Linked DNA regions of Mus musculus: all the other regions are linked to region 1. Evidence: chromatin contacts called from public Hi-C and HiChIP or PLAC-seq data. All regions are on one chromosome and are shown on one strand. The core of a region is the stretch at or near the end of the contact, and the rest is flanking DNA. Distances in the headings are between cores, read along the strand shown. Region 1 overlaps Pacsin1 (protein kinase C and casein kinase substrate in neurons 1). Region 2 overlaps Ilrun (inflammation and lipid regulator with UBA-like and NBR1-like domains). Region 3 overlaps Ilrun (inflammation and lipid regulator with UBA-like and NBR1-like domains).

What was found. Hi-C and Micro-C count contacts between places; a contact is called where the count stands out from the background. HiChIP or PLAC-seq counts read pairs in DNA pulled down with a chosen protein or histone mark.
Region 2: a Hi-C map of regulatory T cells shows a contact between it and region 1, with 2.7 times the contacts expected there. The contact joins two enhancer-like sites. A contact is called at or near these places in 3 of 484 Hi-C or Micro-C datasets (embryonic stem cells, nephron progenitors and regulatory T cells), 4 of 115 datasets of contacts at active chromatin or transcription factors (embryonic stem cells and memory CD8 T cells) and 3 of 9 other capture datasets (adipose tissue, embryonic stem cells and pancreatic islet).
Region 3: an H3K27ac HiChIP or PLAC-seq map of the HPC-7 cell line shows a contact between it and region 1, with 5 times the contacts expected there. The contact joins two enhancer-like sites. A contact is called at or near these places in 1 of 39 promoter capture datasets (the SN4741 cell line), 3 of 15 datasets of contacts at CTCF or cohesin (the NIH/3T3 cell line, large pre-B cells and pro-B cells), 15 of 484 Hi-C or Micro-C datasets (B cells, the C10 cell line, CD8 T cells and 11 more), 6 of 115 datasets of contacts at active chromatin or transcription factors (the HPC-7 cell line, acute myeloid leukemia, cardiomyocytes and 3 more) and 2 of 9 other capture datasets (embryonic stem cells and pancreatic islet).

Annotation. Positions count from the first base shown.
Region 1 is chr17:27,673,121-27,678,283 of GRCm38.p6, reverse strand. All of the region lies in intron 1 of Pacsin1 (protein kinase C and casein kinase substrate in neurons 1), which reads right to left. Among named protein-coding and RNA genes, the nearest start is that of Pacsin1, 20 kb to the right of the region's middle. Within about 2 kb of position 2,648, at least 15 of the 459 cell types and tissues checked have an H3K27ac peak or open chromatin away from gene starts, as enhancers often do. A contact at or near this core is called in the HPC-7 cell line and regulatory T cells, where this site is marked.
Region 2 is chr17:27,797,756-27,802,918 of GRCm38.p6, reverse strand. All of the region lies in intron 1 of Ilrun (inflammation and lipid regulator with UBA-like and NBR1-like domains), which reads left to right. Among named protein-coding and RNA genes, the nearest start is that of Ilrun, 20 kb to the left of the region's middle. Within about 2 kb of position 2,713, at least 231 of the 459 cell types and tissues checked have an H3K27ac peak or open chromatin away from gene starts, as enhancers often do. A contact at or near this core is called in regulatory T cells, where this site is marked.
Region 3 is chr17:27,765,314-27,770,476 of GRCm38.p6, reverse strand. Ilrun (inflammation and lipid regulator with UBA-like and NBR1-like domains) reads left to right here. Exons shown (of 5, transcript NM_001033279.3): 4 at 2,238-2,566. Among named protein-coding and RNA genes, the nearest start is that of Spdef, 39 kb to the right of the region's middle. Within about 2 kb of position 2,721, at least 52 of the 459 cell types and tissues checked have an H3K27ac peak or open chromatin away from gene starts, as enhancers often do. A contact at or near this core is called in the HPC-7 cell line, where this site is marked.

The sequences.
Region 1 (5,163 bases), core at 1,399-3,898:
ATCCCACGCTAGAGTCTTGAGTATGTTCAGCCAGTATTTCCTGAACACCTACTATGTGCAGTGCTACCCTTCAGAGAAGGGTGGGGCACACAGCAGATAACAAGCCTTACACCATCCATAAAATCAGGGTCATTTCATGCCAAAAGGGGATTTACATGATAGATTATGCAATTTCAAATGCTAGCCCCTGTTATCTGGGAAAATGAAGCTGGCTAAAAGGAAAGACGGTGAGTGTGAAGCCATTTTAGAGCTTGTGGTGCTCGGGGATGGGGCCCAGGGATGTGCTCTACCACTGAGCTACACCCCCGGGCTACAGCCTCTCTCTGAAGAGGTGACATTTGAACAGACCTAAATAGAGGGAGAGAGGGAGATGTGTGATGATCTGTGGGCAGAGCATTTCTGGCAGAGAAAACAGAAAAGGCGAGTGTCCTGAAGTTGGAGGAGGGGGTGGGGGAGGAGGAGGATGGGACCCAGAACTACTGGATGGGTGGATGGGTGTAGGGTGGGCAGGTGGATGGACGGATGGATGGGCCAGGTGTGATGTGCACACCTTTAATCTCAGCACTAGTGAAGCAGAGGCAGGTGAGTTCAAAGCCAGCCTGCTCTATATGGTGAGTTCCAAGCCAGGCAGGGCTATAAAGTGAGACCCTGTCTCAAGAAACAATAGTAGGTAGATGGTCAGGTGGATGGGGATGGATGGGTGAGTGGGTAGACAGGTGAGTGAGTGGGCGAGTAGGTAGCTAGATCATGGATCAGTGGATGGGGGGGGGGGAGTGGATGAGGAGATGATGATGGGTGGAGATGGGGTAGGTGAGGTGGTTGGGTGTCGAGAAGAATTACCCAGACAGAGAACAAGGCCAGGGTAACAGAGAGGGAAGTGGGACTCCAATGCTATAGGACTTTGTCAGCCATATTGAACATCCAAACGTACTCTACAATGAGGGAAGGAGCCTTTCTTGTTGGTTCCTTGGAAGGACTCAACAGCATAATAAAAACAACAGGGGGGGGGAGGGGAGCAGTGAAGTCTAGAGAGAGAGAGAGAGAGAGAGAGAGAGAGGGAAATCGCACAGAGCTCAGAGACTATTCAGTCTGAACCATGGGAAGATGGGTATTTGAGAGGAGGAACGGCCAGAGGCTTGCTGGCACTGGAAGATGGAGCATGCTCACTTGTCTGAGGCCAGAGAGAGGAGGAGAAAACAAGACCTAAAAGGGCATTCAAAGAGAGGGCAGAAAAACAAACAAACAAAAACACCCAGATAGATAAAAAATGCAAACCAGCAACACCAAGGCAAAAACAACACTGGGTTCTCAAGAACCAGAAGCCATTGGCGGAGAAGCAGCCCTTGGTCCAGGGGAAAGCAGACCACAGTGGCTTGCTCAGAAGATGGAGGCTGGGCTGGTGAGAAAAGAGCTGTCCCACCCAGACCCCTCACCCCCACCCCCATCCCCACCCTGGTCCTGAGAGGCTACTCGTGTGGGTGACTTGGGGTCAGGTCTCAGGGAAGGACTCCGAGAGCAGGAGAGTAAGGTGGATAAGTAATGAAGCCTGGCAGATGACAGGCTGACAGGCTCCAGTTCTCTGGAGTTCACTATAGTGTGAGCTGAAGTAACAGCATAGCAAAGTAACAATTATCACGCCGTTATCGCTTTGTCTCGGTGCTCTCCCAATTTAAATCAGCTTAAAGGACTTTCCACTGAGGGTAGGCTTTTCTAATCCTCCTCAAAGAATAAAACAACATCAAAGTGTGACTCAGATACATATTAAAATATACATTTAAGTCGGGTATGGTGGAGCACGCCTTTAATCCTGTCCCTGGGGAGGCAGAAGTGGGAGAACCTATGTGAGCTCAGACCATCTGGGACTACATAGTGGGATCTAGAACAGCCAGGACTACACAGTGAAACTCTGTCTCAAGTCAATTCCCTTGTTTCATTAATTAATAACACAGCCTCGGCCACCAACTGGACATTCCTGAAGCAAGAAGTCCAAGGGACAACAGACACTAAGGGGGCCACCGAAACACATAATGCAGGGCTGGGCATGTGACTCGATTGCTGAAATGTTTGCTAGCATACATGAAGCCCTGGCTTCTATATCCTACACCACATAAAACAAGTAGTGCTTAGAGGGCACAGGTAGGCGGATCTCCATGAGTTCGAAGCCAGCCTGGTCTACAGAGTGAGTTCCGGGACAGCCAGGGCTACACAGAGAAACCCTGTCTTAAAAAAAGGTTGGGGAGCTGCCTCATCCAGTAAAAAAGAAGAAAAGGAAGGGAGGGAAGAGGAAGAAGGAAGGAGACGAGGTGAGGGGAGGGGGAGGAAAGCACAAGCCAGTGCAATGCCAGGCCTCATGGAACCCAAGGCGTGCTCCTGCACCTCATACTCTAGCCTCCTCTGTTGTGACCCCCAACAGTGTACAGCTCACACTTAGGGGTGCAGCATCCACAGTCATGCACTATAATTAGAAATGACGCTCCGGCCCTCCATTAAACAGCACTAGCAATAGCATGAGGCAAATGGAGCCCAGCCAGCCCCCAGGAGGAGACGACCAGGAGCTATGCCTTCCCTCAGGACAACACCCAGGCACTCTGGGCCGGCGAGTCCCTCCTCTATTTCTGCTATTTCAACCTGCAGGGGGCAGTGGGGACATCCAACTGAAGTGTGGAAGTCAAGTGTGGAAGTAAATGTCTGTGCTCCATAGCCCTTCCTCCTCTGCCTTCCTGACTGGTCTCAGATGCACGTGGGGGAGGGTACAGGGTGTGGCTCAATCGTATGCGTGTGCTTACTTGTGTAAGGGAGGCCCTGGGTTCCATCTCCAGCACACCCGCACACACACAGGCACACAGAGGCACACACATACAGAGTTGTGCACACACACACACAGAGGCACATACATACAGACACACACACACACACACACACACACACACACACACACAGAGTGGAGAGGAGTACAGAAACACACACACAGACTGGTGTCCACCACGATTTCCTCAACTCAGCACTGGCTGACATATGAGGCTTTCCTGGGCTCTGTGGGGCCAGAGCAGCATTCTGGGTCTGACTCCACCAGGCCCAACGGGCACCGTTCCCCAAGACATGTTAAAACATGCAGACATTGCCAGGTGTCTCCTGGGAGCAAGTGACCCCAGACTAAGGAGCTTTTCAGCAGAGTGGGTACTTGTTAAAGCACAGATTGCAGGCTTCTGTGGTGGTTCAGGCCTGTTATCCCAACTTGGGAGGCTGAGGCAGGAGGATGTCTAATTCAAGGTCTGCCTGAGCTACAAAGTGATCAAGGTGAAACGGGATTAACTCAATGAGACCCTGCCTCAAAACAAAAGGTAAAAACACAAGCTTAGCCCATCAGTGGTGGTGCTCGCCTTTAATCCCAGCACTGAGGAAGTAGGAGCAAATGGTTATCTTGAGTTGGACCCCAGCCTGGTCTACAGATGGAGTTATAGGACAGCCAGGGCTACACAGACCCCCAAATTTTTTAAAAAATATTTATTTTTATTTTTATGAGTACACTGTGGCTGTCTTCAGACACACCAGAAGAGGGCATCAGATCTCATTACAGATGGCTGTGAGTCACCATATGGTTGCTGGGAATTGAACTCAGGACCTCTGGAAGAGCAGTAGGTGCTCTTAACCGCTGAGCCATCTCTCCAGCCCCCTCCCCTCAAGTGTTTTTGAGCCAAAGTCTCACTATGTACCTATAACCACACCTGGTCTCTGAAGGTGGGTGCTGGGGACTTGAACTCAGGATGTCACGCTTCTTTTACTCATCTTCAATGTCACCCGTGCAGCAGCCCACATCAGAATTTCAGTCCTTGTCAGGGCTGGGTAATATTCCATCTACATGCACATTGCGTTTTGTTTATTCATTCCTCTGCTAATGAACGCCCTGCAGCCATTGAGAACAACGGTGGTTAAGGCCCAGTATCTACTTAGTATCTCCTTTGGAAACCTTCTTGGAGGTAAACTTCTCAGTACCCAGAAAAATTGGAAACAAAAGATTTCAGTTCCTGGACCACAGGGAGTACCAGCTGTCCTCCCAGTTGGCTGGGCGATTTTTGCAGTCCTGTGTAAGGCACGGGTCCCAGTGTTCCCACATCCTCCTCAACAATGACCGTTTTCTATTTTGGAGCTAATGGCTGTCACCAGCAAGTGCGAAGAGGCATCTTTTGTGGACTTGATTTGCATTTTGTTAGTGATTACTGATGTTGGATACTGTTTTCACCGACCATCTGTGTGTCTTCTCGTCTTCTCAGGCGAAGTGTCTATTCAAAGCCCTTTCCTGCTTGTTTTTGGTTTTTAGTTGTGCAGGGCTGGGGGCAGAAGCCAGGGCCTTGCAAGTCCCCAACCACCCAGCCACAGTGCTTGCTTGCGTTTTTTTGTTGTTGTTGTTTGAAACAGGGTATCCTGGGGTTTTACTGCTGCAAACAGACAGACACTATGACCAAGGCAACTCTTTTTTTTTGTTTTGTTTTGTTTTGTTTTTTCTTTTTTCTTTTTTTTTTTTTTTGGTTTTTTGATACAGGGTTTCTCTGTATAGCCCTGGCTGTCCTGGAACTCATTCTGTAGACCAGGCTAGCCTTGAACTCAGAAATCGCCTGCCTCTGCCTCCGGAGTGCTGGGATTAAAGTAAAGGCGTGAGCCACCCCGCCCGGCTGTTTTGTTTTTTCGAGACAGGGTTTCTCTGTATAGCCCTGGCTGTCCTGGAACTCACTTTTTAGACCAAGCTGGCCTCCAACTCAGAAATCCTCCTGCCTCTGCCTCCCGAGTGCTGGGATTAAAGGCGTGAGTCACCACGCCCGGCTCCCAAGGCAACTCTTATATAAGGACAGCATTTCATTGGGACTGGCTTACAGGTTCAAAGGTTCATTCCATTATCATCAAGGCAGGAACACAGCAGCATCCAGGCAGGCATGGTGCAGGCAGAACTGAGTTCTACATCTTCATCTGTAGGCTGCTAGCAGAATACTGGTTTCCAGGCAGCTAGGGTGAGGGTCTTAAAGTCCAGGCCCACAGTGACACACCTACTCCACCAAGACCACGCCCACTTCACCAAAGCTATGCCCACTCCAACAAGGCCATACCTTCTAATAGTGCCACTCCCTTGGCCAAGCATATACAAACCATCACATAGGGTCACCAGGCTAG
Region 2 (5,163 bases), core at 1,464-3,963, 120 kb before region 1:
CACTCCTGCTGTGAAATTAAGGTTTTACCCTCTGCTTTGTTCTTCCTCCCCCTCTCCTCCTTTTCCTTCCTCTCCTTGTTTAACTTTGTGCCAGTCTTCCTCCCCTCTTCCCTTCCTTGTGTTGTACAAGCTGTGAACTCCTGAGTGAGCTGAGTTCACCTCTTTTTTTTTTTTAGACAATATCCTTTTCTTTTTCTTTTTTTTTTTAATAAAGATTTATTTATTTCATATATGTGAGTACACTGTCTTCAGACATACCAGAAGAGGGCATCGGATCTGATCCCTTTTACAGATGGTTGTAAGCCACTATGTGGTTGCTGGGAATTGAACTCAGGACCTCTGGAAGAGCAGTCAGTGCTCTTAACTGCTGAGCCATCTCTCCAGCCCCTGAGTTCCCTCCTAAGTGATGGGCTTGCAGCATAGACTGCCTACATTCTGGGCTGCTTTGTTTTAGCAAGGTCTCCCTCTAGCCCATGCTGGCCCAGTCTGGCACCACAGTGGTACAGCTTCTCCTGTTTCAGCCTCTGGTGTGCTGGATCACAGGTATCACCTGTGCAACCTAAGCTAGTCATAAAATGATAAGGACTCCTAGATTGGCAGTCAGAGCTACAGTCCCGGCTGACACAGTTGGGTCCCAAGGCCTGCCTGAGCTACAGAAGTGCCCGGCACTGCATTTAGTGAGTCCTTGCTTTAAAGGAAGAAAAGTAATTTTTCAAAGCCCATTTATTCTGAAATGCATAAAAAAATGTTTGAGTCGTTTTACACGTCTGAGCCCTCAATGCTTGTCTAAAGCATGTGATGCCTAGGGTATGAAGATGTTAACGGAACTCGAGTATGCAGTAGACCTTTGCAAGAGCTGTTGTTTGTTGCATTTGCAGTGCTGAGATTGAACCAACCTATAATACCATAACCTTTATTTCTAGGGAAAAACTGTTGGATGGCATACCATGGCATATTTATGGTGGTCAGGGACAACTTGGTTCCTAGGTCCCCTGTAGGACCTAGGGACCAAGCTCAGGCTGCTAAGGTGATAGCATATAATTTATCCAGTATGTCTCCCTCGATCTAGTATATAGCTTTTATTTTTTTTTGTTTTATTCCATTTATTTCTTTTGTGTGTATATTTGTTTGTGCACGTGTATCAAGGCTGTTATGTGGAGTCAGAGGACAGCCTGCCTCTCCTCTCCCACCTTGTACTCAGGCCGCCGTGGTTGGAACAGATGCTGGCACTTGCTAAGCCATCTTTATGGTCCGTGTGTGTGTGTGTGTGTGTGTGTGTGTGTGTGTATGTATGTACATGTGCGTGTGTCCTTGTTGATGTGTGCACACAGTGCCAGGGCTGTGGAGGCCAGTAGAGGGTATGTGGTTCTATGGTTGTGATTGTCTCATATATAATGTTTGTGTGCATGTATGTCTGTGCATCATATGCATGCAGTACTCTAGGAAGCCAGAAGAGGGTGTTGGAGTCTTTGGAACTGAAGTTACAGACTGAACTTGTGGGTGTGGGGAATTGAACCCAGGTTTCTTTGCAAGATCAGTAAATATTCTTCTATCCAGCCCTGTATGGAACTTTGGGTTTTGTTTTTTTGGTTTTTTTTATGTTTTTATTTATTTATTTTTTTTTTTTGAGACAGTCTTTATGTAGTACTGGCTAGTCTATAGCTTGCTGTGTAAACCAGGCTGTACTCAGATTCACAGACATCCTCCTGCCAGTCCCTCCCGAGTGCTGGGATTAAAGACCTGCACCCCTACGCCCTGCCTGTATGTAGCTTTTTAAAGTTACTTGTTTCATAACCACCGTGCAGTGGCCAATATCCACTGACTTCAGGTTGCACTTGCAGCTGAGGTGAGTGGCCTGCTCCGGGTTTGTTAGTGTAGTAGCTAGCGTTGGGTGTGTTGCACACTATAGAACTTACCTTTTTAAAGCTTGGAGACAAGCATACGGTTGGTTACTTCCTCTGTGGATGTTCTCTTATGTGGACATGTGTATGCCAGAGCTTGCTTTCATATCATCTCCAGAGATGGCATGGCCAGCCGGCACGTTCCTCAGGGGAAATGAAACTAAGCCACTTTGAGGCTGGTCCCTATGGGAAGCACAGTGTCCCAAGATCTCACAGGCAGGAATTCTTAGACACAACAGAAACATTTAATCAAAGAGATTGTAAAAGGTATATGATATTTCTTAGCAAAGCCCATAAATTCTGCCTTTATTATATTTCCTAATTTTTACAGCAATAACAGCTAAATTATAGGATAAATTGTGTATTCAGATACTTTTTGGCAACTTTAAAAAAATCAAACCTTTGTATTTTTTAAACCAAGAAACACCTCTTTGACAGTCTTAGGATCAAATCAGTTTGAAATTCTGCTTAGTTGCAGATTTATCTGCTCATACCATAACTCACTATCTGAGTTTCATGACAAACCAGAACCGTGTGTAAGGAGCGCTGTGTCTGGACATGCTTTGTGCGGTCATCCTGTGGTGTTTGGGGCAATCCACATTGTCTCCTCACAGTGGCTCAGAATTTCCAGAAACTGTAGTTACCATAGATACAGCGATTGTAAATCATTTCAGGAAATTAAATCCAGCGACCAAAACAAGGAGTTATTCTAAACCTGCTCTTTTGACCGAAACGTGAGTTGTTGGACCCCGAGGTGTGTGACGGAAGTGACTCAGCAGAGTGCAGCCTCAGGTTACATGCACAGTCTGCCTTTGTCCTCCTGAGTACACAGTGCAGTGCACATACACAGCACCGCCCTCAGACTTCGCCTCAGAGGTTTGCATTGCAATAAGTTCCTGTAACAATGTGGCTTCCATCTGCAAATTCATCTTAATACTTAGCAGCTTGAACCTGGACTGACTGAGGCAGATTACAGGGTCCTTCTGGGGACCCCTGCTTCCGGAGCACTTCCATCTTCACAGGAAGGAGGAGTGCCTTCCTGCCTTGGGCCTTGTTCTCCTCAGACTCGAGTGCTACCCGAGTGAAAGCAGACAGGAGGCCTGGCCAGAGCAGATCTGCTGCTAACTAATTGGATTTCCCTTTGCAGTGTGCCTTGGTGTGTGTGTCCGAGAGCAGAGGACGGCCACACTGGGGGTAGAGCATATGTTCCACAGCATAGGGGCTCCACAGGGCTAATCCTGCCAGGCTGTGGTCCTCCTTACAGTTGCACACTATGTCATTAGAATGAGTGTTTTATGCTTAGTGGCCTGGTGTTTTTCTTTTTTCTTTTCTTTTCTTTTTTTCTTTTGTGTGTGTGTGTGTGTGTGTGTTTCACTACTGGGGTTAAGACTATGGCTGTGTGTATACTCAACACTACCCCTGAGCTGTTCCCTCTGCCCAAGAAAAGCATTTTTTTTTAAAGATTTATTTATTATTATATATACATACACTGTTGCTGTCTCCAGACACACCAGAAGAGGTGTCAGATCTCATTATGGGTGGTTGTGAGCCACCATGTGGTTGCTGGGATTTGAACTCAGGACCTTTAGAAGAGCAGTCAGTGCTCTTACCTGCTGAGCCATCTTGCCAGCCCCGAAAAGCATTTTTTTTAACTCTGTAGATTTTTCTCTCTTTTCTTTTCCATCCCTGCCCTCTGCATTTACTGTGTGCATGTGTGTGACTACATAGTAGCCACAGCTCATGTGGCAGTCAAAGGAGTGCTTGTCAGGAGGCAGGCAGGCCTCTCCTTCTGTTAGTCAGGTTGTAGTGGCTAGCACATTGTCAGGCCTGGCACCAAATGCCTTTACCTAGTGAGCCATCTTACCAATCCCCTTCATATCCTCTCTGCTTTTGGGGGACTGGTGTCTCATATTGTAGCTCAGTCTAGTAACCTAGAACTTACTGTGTAGCCCAGGCTGGCCCCAAACTCCTGACAGTCCCCCTACCATAGCCTTTTGAGTACTGCGACTACAGACATCAACTCCCATGTCTGACTAGATGTTTCCTTTTGCTTTAGTTGATCTAAATTTCCCTGTACCTGAGAGCAGGCAGGGTCTCATGTGGCCCTGGTTAATAATCTTGAACTCGATATGTAACAGAGGCTGGCCTTTTAAAACTCCTGCTCCTTCTGTCTCTGCTTCTCGTGTATTGAGCTTACAGACATGCAGCACAATGCCCAGCTTGTAGTTTCAGTTCTTATGTTTTCTAATGTGTATGGGTATTTTGCCTGAATCTGTGTAGTAAAACACACACACACACACACACACACACACACACACACACACAGAGACACAGAGTGTGTTAGCTACAAAGTGGGTGCTTGGTATTGAACCAGGATCCTCTGAAGGAGCAGCAAGTGCTCTTCACCACTGAGCCGTGTCTCCAGCCCTGTGTGTGAGTAACAGTGCTTGCTCCCAAGCCTGAGGACTGGAGTTCATTATCCGTAGTCACATGGTGTTGGGGAGAACTAGGTCTAACAAGGTGTCCTCTCATCTTCACGTTGTTCCGGCAGCGGTACATTCATGCGTTCATGTAAACACACACTTAGTTTTTCAAAGTTCATACAGCATTTTCAATTGTAACTTTTTTTGGGTGAGTGGGGTGTACAATCTTGCTATTGTAGCCCAGGCTGGCCTTGAACTTGTGATAGTCCTCTTGCCCCTACCTTCCTGGTACTGAGTTCCAGCACTTGGGACTCAGGCAACTGGGTCTCTGAGTTCAAGGCCAAACTAGTCTATTTATCTGAGCTCCAGGACAGCCAGAGCTACATAATGAGACTCTTGTCTGGAAAAAAAATGTCTGTGGTAGTGACAGAGTATTTCAGTCATCCCATGGTACAGTTCCCAGACAGGAACAGTCCTATGGTATCCCACCCTCCCCACTGCCCATCCATCCTTTGTCAGAAGATTTTTTGAGACAGAGTTTCTCTTTCTAACAATCCTGGCTGTCCTAAAACTTTGTAGATCAGGCTGGCCTCATACTCAGAGATCCACTGATTCTGCCTCTGGAAGGAGGGGAATAAAGGCGTGTGCCATCAAAGCCTACATCTTCAGAATATTTTTGACTGAACTTATATTGAAGACTGTTTCAGCCTAGAAGCTCTGAGGAAGACTGGGGCAGAGGCTTTCTTGCAGGCAGTGTTCTTTCTTCCTGGTGACCAGCAGCAGAATGTGTGTTTGGAGACAGGCGTGTACATGCTGGCACTGAGTGGGAGCTGATTGAG
Region 3 (5,163 bases), core at 1,472-3,971, 92 kb before region 1:
TTTGAATTGAGAGGTTCAGATGCTGTCCCCAGACAGTGAGATTGTTCCACAAACACGTTGTACTGTCCACGGTGGGCGTCGGACTCTTTCTATCAGGCATCTCATGGGACACTCTTTGACAGATGCTTGGCAGGCTCAGCTAGTAGGGAAGGCAGAGGTGGCACGGGTATGAGGCACAGTGGTCAGAACTGCTGGTGGTCTCTGCAGACGGCCTTGGTTCCCTCGAGCTGACTGCACTGCACGTCTAGCCATACGGAGAATAAACTTTAAGCCAGTCAGGTAGAAAACAAGAAGTAGGAATATAACTGAATTGTAAGATGGGACACACAAGGTCCAGGTAAAAAGCCAGCTTATGCCTCTAATTCTAGCACTGGTGGGTGGAGGCAGAAGAGTCCTGAAGTGTGCTGTCCGGCCAGTCTAGCCAGTCGGTGAGTGAGCTCCAGGTTCAGGGAGAGACACTGACTCCAGAGATGAGAGTTACAAAGGGAAGGTACCAGGCATCGCTCTCAGGCTCCATGCTTGCTCCCACAGCCTTACACCTATGCAGACATGTTCACTTCAGCCAGACAGCTAGCAAAGGCAGCGACTCCCCAGGGCCTGCCAATAGCTTGTTCCTGAGGACCACATCACTGTTTCCCTAGATTAGCTGGTGTGGGGTCCAAGTCTGGTCACTGATAAAGTGGCATGCCATCCATGGTGTCTTAACCCAGTGCTCCGCCTCTCTGGGACACTAAGGGAGAAGAATTGCTGTGAGTTTGAGCCCAGGCAGGGACACATAATGAGACCCACATCTCATATGGAAGTAGCTGGTGTGAGGACGTAATTTGTTGTTTTGATGTTTTGAGATGGGGTCTCTCTGTATAGCCCTGGCTGTCCTGGAACTCATTGTGTAGACCAAACTGGCCTCAAACTCCCAGAGATCTTTAGCAGACACAGAATTAGAAGCAACTGACACTGTATTTGTGTGTCTGGAATGTGTGCCTGGAATACTGTGAGCCACAGTCTTGCTTTGATGACTGTCGCTTCTTTTTCTCAGAGGAAAAGAATCGCTAGTTCCAGGCATGAACAGCAGGTGTCGCTGCAGCTCTGCTTGCTTTGCTGCACAGCTCCTAGACTGGCCAGTTCTCAGGACAGCTCCCAGAGCACTGAGTGTGTATGGAGGTGCTGCACTGAGGCTACTGTCCTCATGGCCGCAGGGCAACACTGAGGACGGTCCTCACTCCTCCTCTAGAGTCTGCATTGCTGAGCCTTGGCATGGGTCATCGTCCATACCCTGCATCAAAGGACACAGTTCCTTTACTTTCTGTTTGTGCCCTACCTTTGACAACAAAGATATCAGAGATGAGGTTATCACCAGGTATTGATCTGTTTAGGGATATGGTTTCACTGTGCAGTTCTGGCTGGCCTGTGACTAAAGACGTCCACCATGTGCCCAGCCAGTCCCACAGAACCCACATCTCACAGAGGTCTACAGCCCTTGTTCCAGGGAATCCAACACCCTCTTCTGGCCTCTAGGGGCACTGCACGCCTATGGTGCACAGACACAAAGGCAAACACTCATCAAACACACAAAATCAAAATAAGTAAATCTTAAAATATATATATATATACACACACTTAATGGGACTGTGTAGTCAGGTCTCCCTCTGACACATAAGGACAGAGCTCATGAAGCCCAGGTTAGCTTAGGAAGCCTGACTCTTCTGCCCCCAGTGTACCTACAGTAAAGCATGGTACTCCTTATGTTTGCTTAGCTTGCGTTCCGCGTGCATCCTTATTATTTATAATGCCTTTTGCTGCGCTTCTCTTTGTGAACAGTAGGTGGTCATTTTAAATTACCTCCCAAGTGGGACAAGGCTAACTATGTTGTAATTCTAAAGTCAGCATTTTTAGCTTCAAGAACACTGCCTTACCAGAATGATCAGGGTTAAGCACATGCACAGAGAGCAGCTCGTTGTGAACTGGAGCGCTCCGGTTCCGCGTGCTCGCTGGGAGTGACTTGCAGATATGACCGTCAGCTGGGAAGGAAGCCCTCCCTGCAGCCTTGGGGGTCCCACCACAGACATGGGCCAGAGCTTGCCCTTGGCATTACTGAAGGCAGAGAAGCGTGTGCTGGGCACTCAGAGCACTGCCTGCGGAGCTCGGCCTCTCAGGTATAGGTAGTGTTTGGGTTTTTGGTGGTGACGGCCTGGGCCAAGGGTGGGCCTGGCATTGACTCAGCTGCCTTTTTGTTTCAGATGTCATCTGGGTGATTCTCAGTGTGGAGGTGGGTGGACTTTTAGGAGTAACGCAGCAGCTGTCATCTTTTGAAACGGAATTCAACACACAGCCACATCGCAAGGTAGAAGGAAACTTCAACCCGTTTGCCTCTCCCCAAAAGAACCGACAATCAGATGAAAACAACCTAACAGACCCTGGGGGTTCCGAGTTCGACTCGATCAGCAAAAATACATGGGCTCCTGTTCCTGAGCAAAGCGAGCAAGATCAGGATAGACTGTCACAGAGCTCTGTAAATCTGTCCCCCAGCAGTCCCGCAAACAACTTATCAGTAGTGACTTACAGTAAGGTAGGTGCCCTCGGAGGAGGGGCAGGTGGTGGGCCCTGGGATTCCTGACACTTCTTCGTGGCAAACCTACAATGCTAGACCACCACTGCCCAGAGCAGCTGTGGCTCCTTAACTGCTCAGCACTCCTGCCCGTAGTCACCATGAGTCAGCCGTCTTTCTTCCCCGTGTGAGTGCCCTGTGGCTGCTGCTTCATCCCCATGTGTAATTCATTTCTGTCTCTGTTCTGACTCGGGTGTTGAAATCTGAGGCTATTTACCGTTAGTATTTTTAAAACTGTCAAAATATCATTATCAGTGCCTCCGGGGCAGGAGTATGCTGAGCTTCGTCATCTCAGCGCGCTATGCAGCGGGCTCCTGCTGTGCCTTCTCGCTCTGGGCGGGTTTATCCTGAGTAAAGTGTCCAGCTCCGTTATTCTATCCTAAGATTGTTGTCCGTGACTGTACTCTGTCACAGTGTTGAGTTCAGTTTGCTTTCCCTCATGGCTTCCTCCCCCGCACCTTGGAGTGGCTCAGAGTGAAATTTTGACTTTGCACATGTAGGAGATAAATGAGGAACTGACTGACATTCAGCATTCTGGCTCTTGAGAGGCTGCGCTGTGTGTGTGAATTGCCAGTTTCTGTGCTAGCCAGCTCAGTGGTTCCCACTCACTGTTCAGGTAAAGATGGCTCCCGGTTACTGGTTGGGCCTGAGCCCACAGCTAGGGTTGCTGTGACAACTCAGCTCTGTGTGCACACTCCTCCCATGTACAGAACTGTCTCAGGTCCACCTGTGCTTCAGGCTAACTCTCAGCCTTGGAAGGTAGACTGAGCTGTGTGCTGGAGGTCAGGGTAGTCTACTCACTGTGTTTTGTGGACAGTCATAGGAGCTAGCTTTATTCACTTGAGAGGATTCACAATGATTTCTGTGTGCTGAGGTGGTCATTGTGTCAGGTGGGCCAGGCAGTGACTTGGCCTGCGTTAAGGAAAGGCTCCACTATCTCTGGTTTTGAGGTAGGATCCTCCGTTCTGTGCCTCTCAGGTACTGGGCTTACAGGCTTGATTTCAGCACAGCTGGCCAGGACTCCACATCTTCATATTCACACAAGTTTTCTCTCTTAGACAAGGTCTCATAGCCGAGATTGGCCGCACATGTGCTGTGTAGCTGAGGAGGGTGGCCTTGAACTTGTTTTCCTGTGTCCATAGACGCTAACTACAGACAAGCCCCACACCTCATTCTCCACTGTGTTGAAGATGGAGCATGGCCTCATGCAAACTAGGCACACACCCTCCCAACCAAGCTACATCCTAAACCCAGAGTATTGTCTTGAAAGCTCTCTTTGTTGCCCATATAGCAAGTAGAACATCCAGCCTTGACCAAGCAAAGCCCCATTCAGTAGAAAGTCAACGCAGCTAAGGTCAGTGGAAGGGGAAAGTTGGCAGAAGCAGCTCACATACTCGATTGTTTGCAGAACAGGGCGCTGCTTTACTCAGCTGGGCCTTGTACTGAGCATGACAGCCGTCTCAGGGAGTTCTGGCTAAGGAGCTGATGTCAGTTCTAGCTGTGGACCATCTTCTTCTTCAGGGATTGAGGTTTCTAACCAGTTGCAATGGTTATTTACATGTTTACAACAGAGGCAAAGGGCTGAGCCTCCTGCCAGCCTAAGGCCCTGCTCAGCCCTGCTGCTAGTGCTAGACAGTGAGTGGGAGGAAGGCCACTTACTTCACGTGCTTAACTGACTAGCTTATACTCTCACTGCCCACCCCACCCCCATTTAAAAGTAACTTTTCAGTGCTGGAGAGCGCCCACATGGCAGCTCACAATCAACTGTAACTACAGTTCAGGGGCTCCACCGCCTTCTGACCTCCACAGGTGCCAGGCATGCAGAGCAAACATCCATACACATAAATTTGGTTGATTAATTGCTTGCTTGTTCGTTCATTCATTCATTCATTCATTCATCCATTCATTCATTCGTTGTTTTTTCGAAGCAGGGCTTTTCTGTATAGCGGTGGCTGTCCTGAAGAACTGACTCTGCCTCTCACTCCAGTGCTGGGAGCGCCACCACACCTGCTCCACACATACACTTTTAACTCATCTTAAATGCAAATAAAATCAGCTTCTGAGCCAGTGAGGCGATCAGAGAGTGGAGGTGCTGAGAAAGCCAAGACTCAAACACCAGGAAAGTGCAGGTTGTCCTCACTTGCGCGTATGTGCTGTGCCGTCCCCGCACTATACACATTCCAGATGATATCCAGGAAGGCTTGGGCAGACTGGATTAATAATGTGAAACTTCATCTTTTTTTTTTAAGATTTTTATTTATTATTATACATAAGTACACTGTAGCTGTCTTCAGATGCACCAGAAGAGGGCGTCAGATCTCATTACGGATGGGTGTGAGCCACCATGTGGTTGCTGGGATTTGAACTCAGGACCTTTTGGAAGAGCAGTCAGTGCTCTTACCCGCCAAGCCATCTCACCAAACCCGTGAAACTTTATCTTAAAGAGACATTGGGACAAGCGTTGTTGTTGTTTTTAAACCAAGCAAAATCTTACTCAGAAAAAAGTATGAAACATCTGGCTATGTTTTCTGTGTCCATCGAGATGTGTTGACTTCCTC